Linked DNA regions of Oryctolagus cuniculus: region 1 is linked to region 2. A link is a contact called in public Hi-C data. All regions are on one chromosome and are shown on one strand. Each heading gives the region's core, a stretch centred on a gene start, on an enhancer-like site or on the middle of the called end of the contact. The rest is flanking DNA. Distances are from core to core; before and after follow the strand shown.

The links. A called contact is a pair of places that touch in the nucleus more often than the background predicts.
Region 1: a contact with region 2 is called in a Hi-C map of embryonic fibroblasts, with 5 times the contacts expected there. The contact joins the promoter of SOX9 here to the enhancer-like site in region 2. A contact is called at or near these places in 2 of 6 Hi-C or Micro-C datasets (embryonic fibroblasts and skin fibroblasts).

The regions. Positions count from the first base shown.
Region 1 is chr17:7,734,308-7,740,156 of mOryCun1.1, forward strand. SOX9 (SRY-box transcription factor 9) reads right to left here and starts at 4,009. Exons shown (of 3, transcript XM_051825911.2): 1 at 3,182-4,009; 2 at 2,124-2,377; 3 at 1-1,623. The coding sequence starts at 3,612. The coding sequence ends at 767. LOC103351608 (a long non-coding RNA gene) reads left to right here and starts at 4,155. Exons shown (of 5, transcript XR_011383266.1): 1 at 4,155-4,254.
Region 2 is chr17:7,507,322-7,512,955 of mOryCun1.1, forward strand. No RefSeq gene overlaps it. Among named protein-coding and RNA genes, the nearest start is that of SOX9, 230 kb to the right of the region's middle. Within about 2 kb of position 1,975, at least 1 of the 8 cell types and tissues checked has an H3K27ac peak or open chromatin away from gene starts, as enhancers often do.

The sequences.
Region 1 (5,849 bases), core at 2,759-5,258, 230 kb after region 2:
TAAGGCAGCTCCTCCTTGTACCGGAAAGCCTGAGGAATTCAGCAAAGCTCATCACCCCACCCCCCTGCCAAATGGATCCCACCACACAAACTATCACTTTTCTCTTTGTAGGTTAATAGGACGACAGGCTTTTTTTTTTCTTTTCCTTTTTGTAAGAGAAAGCAAATCTGTACAAAAATACTCTGCGAGAAAAGCTAGGGCACACTGTTCAACTACGAGTAGTTTAGCTGTTGGAAAAATAAGAGCATTTAATTTGTTTTTATCTAAAAATATGTATAAATCCCCTCAAAACGGTAATGAATCATACACAGTACATACTAAAAATATTTAAAATAGAGAATATTCCTCACAGAGGACTTTTTTTTCTTTAATCACTGCTAAAAAATAATTACAAAGTCAAAAAAAAAAAAAAAAAACAGGCAGAGAGATTGAGCAAAGGGGTCACGCGTTTCTCCACCACGCTTCTTGCTCGCTTGCTCGGAAGGCGGCTGCGCGAATCCAGTCTCTCTTCCACTCCGCTCGCTGGTCCACCCAGCCCCGGGGTGGCCTGGCCACTGGACAGCTTACAAGGGTTTCTGTCTTGGAAGTTGGGTACCAGTTGCCTTCAGCTTCAATGTCTTTAAGGAATGAGAGAATGAGAGAGGTAAGAGAGGTGGGGAGGGTGGGGAACAAGCGGTCCAAAGGAAATGCTGGCTGGCTGGCTGGCTGTTTCTTCGGTCACTTTGAGGCTCTTCTGGGCCCACGGCGCCCAACGCACAAGGCCGTCTCAAGGTCTGGTGAGCTGTGTGTACACCGGCTGCTCCCAGTGCTGCGGGCTGTGGGTCTGCGGGATGGAAGGCACCCCGGAGGTGTCGGCGATGGGGGTGTACATGGGGCGCTGGGCGGGGCTCATGTAGGTGAAGGTGGAATAGAGGCTGGAGCCCTGGCTGGCCGCGTGGCTGTAGTAGGACCCCGAGTTCTGGTGCTCCGCGTAGTCGAACTGCGAGCGCGTGATGGGCGGGTACGAGGGGCTGTAGTGCGGGAGGTTGAAGGGGCTGTAGGCGATCTGCTGCGGCGAGTGCTGCGGCTCGCTGTAGTGGCTGGGGCTCAGCTGCTCCGTCTTGATGTGCGTTCGCTGCGCCTGGCCCGGCTCGCTGCTCAGCGTGGTCAGGGTGTGCGCCTGCTGCGGCTGCGGGGGCGCCGGCTGCGGCTGCGGGGGCGCCTGCTGCGGCTGCGGGGGCGCCTGCGGGGCCTGCGGGGGCGCCTGCGGGGGCGGCTGCTGCTGCGGGGGCGGCGGCGGCGGGGGCGCCTGCTGCTTGGACATCCACACGTGGCCCGCGCCCGCGGGGGTCGCGGCGGCGCTGCTGATGCCGTAGCTGCCGGTGTAGGTGACCTGGCCGTGCGTGGCCGGCACCCCCGGGTGGCCATTGGGCGGCAGGTACTGGTCGAACTCGTTGACGTCGAAGGTCTCGATGTTGGAGATGACGTCGCTGCTCAGCTCGCCGATGTCCACGTCGCGGAAGTCGATGGGGGGCTGCCGGCCCCCCTCGGGCAGGGGGCGCCCCTCTCGCTTCAGGTCAGCCTTGCCCGGCTGCACGTCGGTCTTGGGAGTGGTGGGTGGGGTCGGCGGACCCTGGGATTGTCCTGCGCACACCGAGAGAGAAAAAAAGCACCGGAAAAATCAAGCAAGGCTGAGACAAGGTCCCGGTCTTGGGACCCCACCCCCCACCCCGATGCGCTCCCTCTTGGCCAGTTGATGGACGCGCCGCTGCACACCCGCAACCTCCTTCCATCAGGGGAGGGTCCCCGCCCCCTACGCCCACCAGGGTCCGGAAGTAGACCAAATTGCTACTTGTAGGAGAGCCTTGTGTGTGCTTTTGGGGGCGGGGGTCAGACAGAAGGAGGCATCATAGATCTCCTAAAAGCTGTAAAGGCATTTCACCTAGCAATAAAAACTTAGAAGTCTGAGTTGGCGGTGTGCGTGCACACACGCGCGCGCGCCCGCAGGGGGTTTGGGGGGGGGCCCTGGGCGAGGAGAGGGGCGAGACTTCGCGCCCGGGGCGGTGGCGCCTTCCCCAGTGCCCAGGCAGAGGCTCCCCGGCGAGAGCCTGGAGCTGAGCCAGGTGGGGCCCAGGCGCGCTCACCCGAGTGCTCGCCGGGGGAATGGACCTCGCTCATGCCGGACGAGGAGTGCGGCGAGTCGGCCTGCAGCGCCTTGAAGATGGCGTTGGGCGAGATGTGCGTCTGCTCCGTGGCCTCCTCGGCCTCCGCCTGCCCGTTCTTCACCGACTTCCTCCGCCGCGGCTGGTACTTGTAGTCCGGGTGGTCTTTCTTGTGCTGCACACGCAGCCGCTCCGCCTCCTCCACGAAGGGCCGCTTCTCGCTCTCGTTCAGCAGTCTGTGGGGGCCGGGTGGGGAGGGGGGCGCAGAGAGAAAGAGGGGAGGGGTCAGTGAAGCCCGCCGCCAAGCTGTCAGGCCGGCGGGGCCCAGGGGGTGACTCCGAGCGCTGGGCTCCCCGCGCGCAAGCCCCCATCTTCCTCGTCCCAGCCTCCGCTCATAACTTTACTTAAAAAAAAAAAAGGCTCAGTTCGGGTAGTGCGACCCGAGTGGCGGTCACTCCCCGCCCCGCCCCCTCCCCTTCCCCTAGTTTGGAAACCCTGGAGACGAAAACGGCAGCCCCACTGCAGCGGCTCTAAACGCCTTTGCTACTGCATGTAGCCCCCTGCGCGTCCCAACACCCTTTGCAAACTTTCCAAAGGCCTCCCCGAGGCCTCATCTGTGTCCAGTAGCCTCCACCCCCTGCCTTCCCCGTCCCTGCCAGGGGTCTTCTCCTGCACCCCCTCCCCCCTACAACCCCAACTCCGTGGATGTGGGGTGCCCGAGGGCACGAAACTCCCCCGCGCCGCCCTGGGGTCTCCTAGCAGGCCGCTCCCGCCCTCCGGCTATCTCCCCCCCCCACCTCTTCCACTGGCCACCCCCTCCCCGCGCCGCCCCCGAGGGCACTCCAAGAAGTTGGTCGGACTCCGAGCCAAAGTTTCTCCTCGCCCGCCGCACACCAATCCCTCCTCCCTGCGCCCGCCTCCTCCGCCTCGGCCGCTCCCCGCACCGCAACTCCCGGACCGCTGGAAGGCGGGGCGAGCAGAGGTGGCCTCGGCCAGCGCCCCCCACCCCCGACCCCGCGCCGCCCCCCGCCGGGCCCTACCTCCAGAGCTTCCCGAGGGTCTTGCTGAGCTCGGCGTTGTGCAGGTGCGGGTACTGGTCGGCCAGCTTCCTGCGCGCCGCCTGCGCCCACACCATGAAGGCGTTCATGGGCCGCTTGACGTGGGGCTTGTTCTTGCTGGAGCCGTTGACGCGCACGGGCATGGGCACCAGCGTCCAGTCGTAGCCCTTGAGCACCTGGCTGACCGCCTCGCGGATGCACACGGGGAACTTGTCCTCTTCGCTCTCCTTCTTGAGGTCCGGCTCGCCCTTGGGGAACGTGTTCTCCTGGGGCCGTGTATTCTCGGTGTCGGAGCCGGAGCCCGACGGGCAGGGCGAGCCCGCCGAGTCCTCGGACATGGTGGGGCTGGGGGCGCCGGACAGGCCCTTCTCCTGCTCGTCGGTCATCTTCATGAAGGGGTCCAGGAGATTCATACGCGGGCCCGGGGCAGGGGGCGGGTGGCCGGGAAAGGCGAGAAGCCGCGGCGGCTCGGGGACTCGAGGCGCGGGCTCCTCTCCCTTCGGCTGCCCGGACGCGGAGCGAGCGGCTCCCGGGGAGGCTGGCGCGTCTCCCGGCTGCGGCGGCGAGCACCGGGGGAGGCGCGGGGTGACCAGTCCGCGGCTGCCCGCTCCAAAGTCGGGGCGGGGGAAGTGAGGCGAGCTGGAGGGGAGGAGGAGGAGAGGAAGAGAGCGCAAAAGCGGGGGCGCTTGCACCCCTTCTCTTCTCCTCCTACAAAGAAAAAGCTCCCGGGGTGAACTTGGCAAGTCGCTGCGCCGCCGAAGTTGCCAGTCGGTTTCGAGCTCCGCTCTCTGCTCTCCAACTCCCAGCCCGGGGTCGCTTTAATAAATACACCCACTCACCTTAGGGACGCCCGGCCAATCACAGCGCGGCAGTCTCGGGGTTGGCAGGCAGCTGATTGGGCCGGGGTATAGGGGAGGAGAAGGATGGTGGTACTGGGCTGGGTGACGAGACGGGAGGGGAGGGGAAGGGAGCGCAGCCCAAGGGTGGATGGTGGTGGTGGGGGGTGGTGGTGGGGGTGCCGCGGGGAAGGCGGGGGACCCGGGACGTCCAAGTGTGTAAGTTTGCCGCACTCTCGGAATGTCAGCATGTCGGGGGCCTTTCTCCGCGCGGGTAGTTTGCGCGTGTGTGCCTGTGCGCGCGCGTGTGTCTAGACTAGGAGCCACGGCCCGCTCACCCCTGATAACTCCCTTCCCCTTGTTCTCTCTGCGGTCCGGAGGACTTCACCGGAGTTCGCAGTGTTCGAAAAGCAGTCGCTCCTTCCTGCGCAGCCGGGTTTGCGCGCCTGGAGCCTGCCTGCCCGCCTCCAAAAGTGCTTAGAAATGGTCTTGGGAAGCAAATGTTTTGGTGACTCAACGCCCGCTGTTCCTCGGTAATAATCCATATAAAGAGATTAACATGCTCCGCTTCGCCGGGGCCCGCGCGGCTGGGGGGGATTCTGCTGCGCCCCTGCACGGGGAATCAATGGAAACCGAAGCTACGTCCCCGCCAGGGCGGGAGGCGGCGGCGGCGGCGGCGGCCGGGACGCTGTAGCCTCGCGCTGCCGCGGCCTCTCCGAGCCACCCCCGACCTTGAACTCCTACAAGTCCTCCCAGGGACCCCTGGCCCCTCTCCCCGCCTAAGCTTCTGAGCCTTTGGGCGACTGTGTTGACGCTGCGCTCCTCACCGGCGCGGCCGAGTCAGAGGCGGCGGCGGCTGCAGCTGCTCCCGCAAACTTTGCCAACCGCGCTGGCTTTCGGAGACCGACTTTTGGGAGAGCGTCGGTCACGGGCTGGCTTTGTAAAAGGCCACACAGTTGGGCCCCGCGCGGACCACTCTTCCCCGGCCCGACTGCCCGCTCTCGCCCGTCTCTGCGGAGCACCTGGAGCGGCGAAGCGCCGGCGGCTGTGACCTTAGCTGGTCCCTTGCAGACCCGCGCGCGGCCGGGAGTTCTGGGGAGAGGGGGAGGCGTCTCTTATGCATTTCAGGTGTGATCTGTGTGCACACGCACCGCCTAAAGCCAGGCAGGTTGGATTAAGTGCAGACTTATCTGTTTTGAGATGGGGTGGGGTGGGGGAGTCTTGGTTGCCTGCGGGGTTCATGCTTGCAGGATCACACATACATGCACACAACCATGGAAAACTGTTAATTTTAAATTCACCCACCCCCATCTCTCCTTGACGCGCTTGCAAAAGTTCGCCTCGGATGAAATGCCTGTGATGGTGAATCGACCCGCCTCGCAGCAGATCTGGGTTTCCCCCCTTCTCTTCTAATCTGAGAGGTGCAGACACCATTGAAGGACTTAAAAGAATGTTTTGCCTGCAGAATTCTAAAAAATCTCGTTTTCTTTCGAAGACGTTAGAGGGAAGGTGGTAAGGTGCAACCATGTTCAGCAGTATTTTTATTATTATCATTTTTAACGCACGTAACTGGGGTTGCATGTCTCCAGGACCCTACAGCTTGTTTACCGGCGCAAGAGACCTCCATGCCTTAGCTTGCGAGTTGTTCGTTGCTCTGTGATTCTCTGCCAAAAGTGCAGGAAAACACCCTCTCTTGGAGGACCAGAGGGAGCCCCGAGAGGTCTGCGCCCTGCGGAGAGGGCATTCGTGCGTGGCACCGTGTGGCTCACAGGCACCTGATCTAGGAGGCGGCCCTGGGCCCGCGCGCGCGGCTG
Region 2 (5,634 bases), core at 725-3,224:
TGAGACCCACGGTGCCATCCCTGGGAGGAGATGATGGGAAGCAAGACTGTGGGTTGAGAAGACATCTGTGCACCCACTCACGTGGGCACAAAGGGCAGGTGTGGTGTCTACGTCAGCTTCGGCTAAGAAGGAACCTTCTAACCTCAAAAGTTCATGGGGCAGGGGAAGCCTAGGAAGCAGACAGGATGGACAGGAGGCCAAGGATGCAGGAGAGGCGTCTGTTGCAAGAGCAGGGGCGGAGCGAGAACGGCTCCAAAGGGAGGTTTCAGGGCAGGAGTCCTCGAAGGAGCTGTGGGGCCGGAGGCCAGGGCCAGCTGCACTGTAGCTCTTAGTCCTAACCTTCACCTGAAGCCAGGGCTGTGACACCCCTCCCCCACCCCTCCCCCACCCGCCACCAGCGGAGGGTGGGGGCATCTAGGGGTGATGCCTGAGCCCCTCTCACACAATAACTCAGGACTACTCGTGCCCAGCGCAGTGTCTCACACCCCACGAAGATAATGCAGCATTCTTCCAAAATCGGAGAAGGCACCTTTTCCCGGCTTTCTTTTCTCTTTTCCCGGTAAGATAATTCAACAGGGATTTTCAGAGGCCTGCCATCCACCTGCGCTTGGGGCTGCTGTGGGGTGTGGGGGAGCTGGGCCTGTCACGAGGCTCTTGGCCAGGGCAGAGAGAGGGCAGGCCGGCTCGGCAGGGTATTGGGGTCTCGGAGGGTGCACGGAGGGGGCCTGCTGAGTTCTCACCACCCACATGACATATGACTTAGCGCGTCCCCAGGTCTCCGGGGCTGCAGCTGGCTGTGCACTTGTGACATGTGTTCGGTATTACCGGAGTTTCTGCAAGAATAGCTGTGGCCTTGAACAGGACTGAAATTAATGAAGGCACAGCACCCTTCCCCGTTCTCTGCTATTCTCATAGCAATGACCGATGGAGAGGACCTCCTGGTGGGGGCCGTCTCCCCGTCTCCGACTGGCTCTGTACGCCCGGCTGGCTTTCTCAGCCAGCTTCTGAAAAGTGCCAACAAGGCAAAACCTGCAGCCTGCAAAGTTAAAATTCTTTTGCGGACCTCTTTCTTGGTATCTGAGCTCCAGCTGTGTTTACAGCAAGGAAGCATGCATGGGTCCTGCTGATCAAACTTGGTGACTTGGTTCAGAGTGCACAATGGCTCTGGGTTTAGGGCAGGATGTCTCCAACTGGCTTTTGGGGCTGGGTCATTCTTTTGGCGGTGCTGTCGTAAGTATTGCAGGGTGTTTAGCAGCACCCCTGGCTCCCACCCAGCACTCCCAGTGCTACCCCCAGTCCCCAGATTGTAAAAATAAACCAGTGCTGGCATTTTGGCCCAGCGAGTTGCCGCTTGTGACATATTGTGTTGGAGCACAGCTTCGAGCCCTGGTGCTCTGTTTCCAATCCAGCTCCCTGCTAATGAGCCTGGGAGGGCAGTGGAGGGTGGCCCAGGTGCTTGGGCCCCTGCCACCATGTGGGAGACCCGGATGGAGTTCCACGTTCCTGGATTCAGCCCGGCCCAGCCTCAGCTGTTGTGGCCACTTGAGGAGTGAGCCAGAAACAGAAGATATTCCCTCTCTCTCTCGCTCTGTCAATCTGTTTTTCAAATAAATAAATAATAAATAAATAAAATTGGGTTTATTAAAAGTTAATGAAAAAACAAAATTAACATTTTTTTAAAAAAGCAAAAATTATAAAATACCCCAAATATCCTCAGACATTGCCAGTGTCCCTTAGGGGACATCACCCCTAGTTGAGAACCACCTATTTAGAGAAAAAGCTCTCTGGAATCCTGCCCACCGCCCCACACCCCCAGGCCCCCAGCCCCCCACTCCTCACTGCAGGGAGGCGCCCTCCTGTAGGCTACCGTGGCACAGGAGTGGGTCGTGGCTCCAAGTGTGTCATCCTTGCTCACCCGGAGGGAGGAGGGGGCAGCTGACCGGTGATGAATAACATCCTGAGGTTTGCCGGTGACTCACTTTCGAAAACGAATCAGAGCAGGTCCACGACACCGTCCCTTTCACTCTGCTGCGCTCCTGAGTGGTCAGAATGGCCTGTCCCTCCGGCCTGTCTCCTGTAGGCAGTGGTCCAGCTTGGGCGAGCCACTTCTGCTAACAGGCCGTGAGCAGCGTGACAGTGACTAGTGATTGCCGTGTTTTGTGACTTCACCCTGCTGGGTTTGTCCATGGGACCCTGCTACACATGGGACTGTCATCCATGAGCTTTCCCTGGAGGAGAACCTGGGCTCCTAAAGTTTCCCTGTCCCTGGCCCACTTTCCTCTCCCTCACTACTGCAATCCATCCAAACCAGCCACCTCCTCCCGGATCAGGAACGTGCTTCCGCCTACCGACCCTGCCTGAGGGCTGGTGCCTCCTCCTCCTCATGTCCCCCCCCACCCCGCCCCAAGTGGCACTTTCTCAGAAGGGCTGGGTCCGCCTGACATCCAGCTCACAGAGCCCCTGAAGTCAGTGTCCCTTGTCTGTCCTGTTCTGTTTCCATAGCATGTGTCACGCTGGCTTGTGTGTCCTCCACATATTGGTCGGGTTCTCGGATGCTGAAATGGAGCTGGGGATTCATCGGAAGAATAAAACCTATGAAATTAAAGGGCGAGGGGATGCAGGGTTGGGCAGGGCGAGCCATTGGAATGTGGAGACTTGAAAGGTCTCCATTAGCCCCCTGGGAACTTCGGAGCAGGAAAGCCGTGGGTGGGTGAGAATGGCCTGGCCCTTGGACCATCTCCTGGCTCAGTTGTCAGATCAGGGCTGCCACAAGAGACCATGACCTCAGGCTGAAAACTGAAGAGCGCGTGGACGACACTGGTGTCTGGAGGGGGTCAGGAAGTCACACTCCTCTCTGCCAGGGAGCACAGTGTCTCCATGCCTGCCCCCCACAGCCAGAAGGTACATTTCCCACGAGCACGGGCCCTACAGGTCTTGCTCAAGGCTGATCCTGTTCCCTGGAGCAGAGCTTGGTGCCTGGCAGGTGCTCAGTCAGTGTTGTGTAGAAAGACCCACACGTGTCTGGAGGGACAAGACGAGAGACTCACTGCTGCAGGAGATCTCAAACCAGGTTCACCTTGCAAGGCTTCCAAGGTTCTAGAAGCAAAATATGCAAGATGTTGGCATGCCCTGGTGCCTGCCTCTTGGGTTGGAAGGCGGTGAGTGGGTGGCATTTCTGGAGCCTTAGGTGGAGGGAGGGAACAGAAGCCCAGAGGATTCCAGAGGAAAAGGAAAACAGACAATCAGGTGGGCCAAAGGCACACAGCAGCTGTGGGGACCTGTCAAACCGGCTTGGTTATCTGTGGGTGGCCAGGCAAACCTCAGACACAGCTCCCAGCGATTGGAAGTGCAGGGATTGGCCTTTGCCTTTAGCCTGCCTCCTGCTGGGGCATTTTCCTCTGCTGGGTCACCCAGGCTGGGGTAGGCTTGTCACCTGAGCTGCTGCTCTTTCCTGGACAGATCGGAAGCCAAGGTTCCAAGAGAGCAGGCCTGGTTGTGCAGAAGCCCGCTTGCGTGAAACATGCAGTGGGCCCTCCCCTGCAGCAGAGACGCCCGTGGGCAGCTGCCCGGGAGCCTGGGGGCGCGGGGCAGGGTGTAAACTCTGTGCATTGTACAAGGGCGGTGGGCTTGGCAGAGGGGTCTGACTGGGGAGGTGCCTGGCTCAGACAGTAGATGTGAGCCTCAGTGAAGGCCAGAAGTAAAAGTTAATTTTCTTATAATCCAACTGCGCCAGGGCATGGCAGGGTCCCCCAGCCCTTTCCATTGGCACTATATCTAGTGTAGGGGGATGGGGAAGGCTGAAGAGTGGGTTGGCATTGGGGGACTGGACACCGTCCTCCCTTTGCGTCCTTTGTCCACACCGATCCTTTACTGCCCTCCAACAACCCATGGGGCCTGGACAACCAGCCCACACCAGCCACTGCCACGTTGTGTTCTGTTCCCACCCAGAGGTCCCCCAGGCCCGCATGCCTCTGTCCGCTTCTTCAGTGGTCTCCTGCCTTGGTTCGCAGAACACCTCCTCGCTCTGTGCCTTTTGTCTGTCTCTAAAAGCCATTTTGCTCCCCCTCACCACGTTCTTCCACATCTGTTGTAGACATTTCAAAAGCCTTCTTTGAAACTGGAAAAACAGAACTCATTATCTTATTTCTTTTATGTTTGCTGTGTTGTCCACACTTCAGCAGATCCAATAGAGAGCTACAATGATAGGTGAAGAAAAAGGCGAGAGGTGCAGGAAATACTGTGTAGGGGGCAGGGGTGGGTGTTGGCTCCTATCTCAACAGCATTGGCTCATTTCTCAACACCACACTTGCTCAGCTGCCCAGAGCCCTACTCCTGTCCAGCCTCATATAAAGGCTCTGCCCATTTTTCATGCAGGTTGGGTTGTGCCGGATGGGAGAACTAAGCGGTGGGTACCATCTTCCCTTCTCAGTGTTTGCACAAATGTGAATGTCTCCATTTCTTTCTGTTAGCAAGTGCTTCCTACACTATAGACAAACACTGACAGGCAGTCCAGGAGGACAGGGAAGCAGACACAGCTCCTGGAAGAAGTGGTCCAGCCACGGAATAGAAGCTTGCAGAGGGCCCTCCACTCTGGAAACTCCAAAGCCATTCAATCCAGATTGGAGTCTCTCTGAATTCAGACCTAGGTGGTACGCTGGTGAGGACAGGGCTCCCAAAGGCTCTGAAGTCAGAGTGACCCAGGTTTAAATACTGGCCCTACAGGTTAATTATCCTGGGGAAGATATCTCATTTCCCTTGGTCTGTTTCCATATCCTTAAATGGATAATAGTTGTGAAGATACACTATAACGTGTTCATAAAGCCGTTAAGGTACTGCTTGGCCTATCTGTTTGTGCTCAGTTGCTGTGAATTCTTTCTCTTAGGAAATGTGTGGATAAGACAGCAACGGTCATCTGTATGGGCTTGAGAATTTAGTTAATGCTAAGAATTCACTGAAATGAACCTCCAGAAATGAGAAACCAAGGAAACACAGAGGAAGGATCACTGAGACCCTCCTGCCCTTTCCTTCCTAGCTCTGGTACCTGGGAGAATGGTGATGAGTGTCTCATCTTGGCAAGGATCCTAACACAGGGTGACTCAAGCCTTCGCAATGCCCTGCATTGCTAGGAGACTTACTTCATAGCTGACAGTTTCTCACCGAGAAGAAATGTTTCCTTATTCAGTCTTAGTCTCTTCAGCTGATTGGCCCTGTTCCGTTTCACACTGGTATAGATGCTCTCCTAATCAAAACACAGCTGTGGCATTTCAGGAGAAAATGCCCAGTACAATTCTTGCCTTTAAGTGAGCTCACCGTGTATCGAAACAAAAAATCTACAAGGAAGAATAGTGGGAGTTGCTCTTTTCTAAAAGTTGTGGAGCAAGCACTTTTATGATCATAACTACAGCTCCGTGTAGGCATAAAACTGAATTCTACAACCCTCGATATTCATTTGGGTCAAGGTTACCCCCAAAATCCTTATGCTCCAAAGGCAGAGGAGAAACGCTGAGATTTTGAGGGAATGGCTAACTTTGTGAGAGAGGAGAGCTCAGAGCCTAAGGCTTAGAAAAGGGCAGAGTCCGATGACAATGGGGGTCACTTGTTTACAAAACCATTCTCTTGTTTAGGGTAATCGTA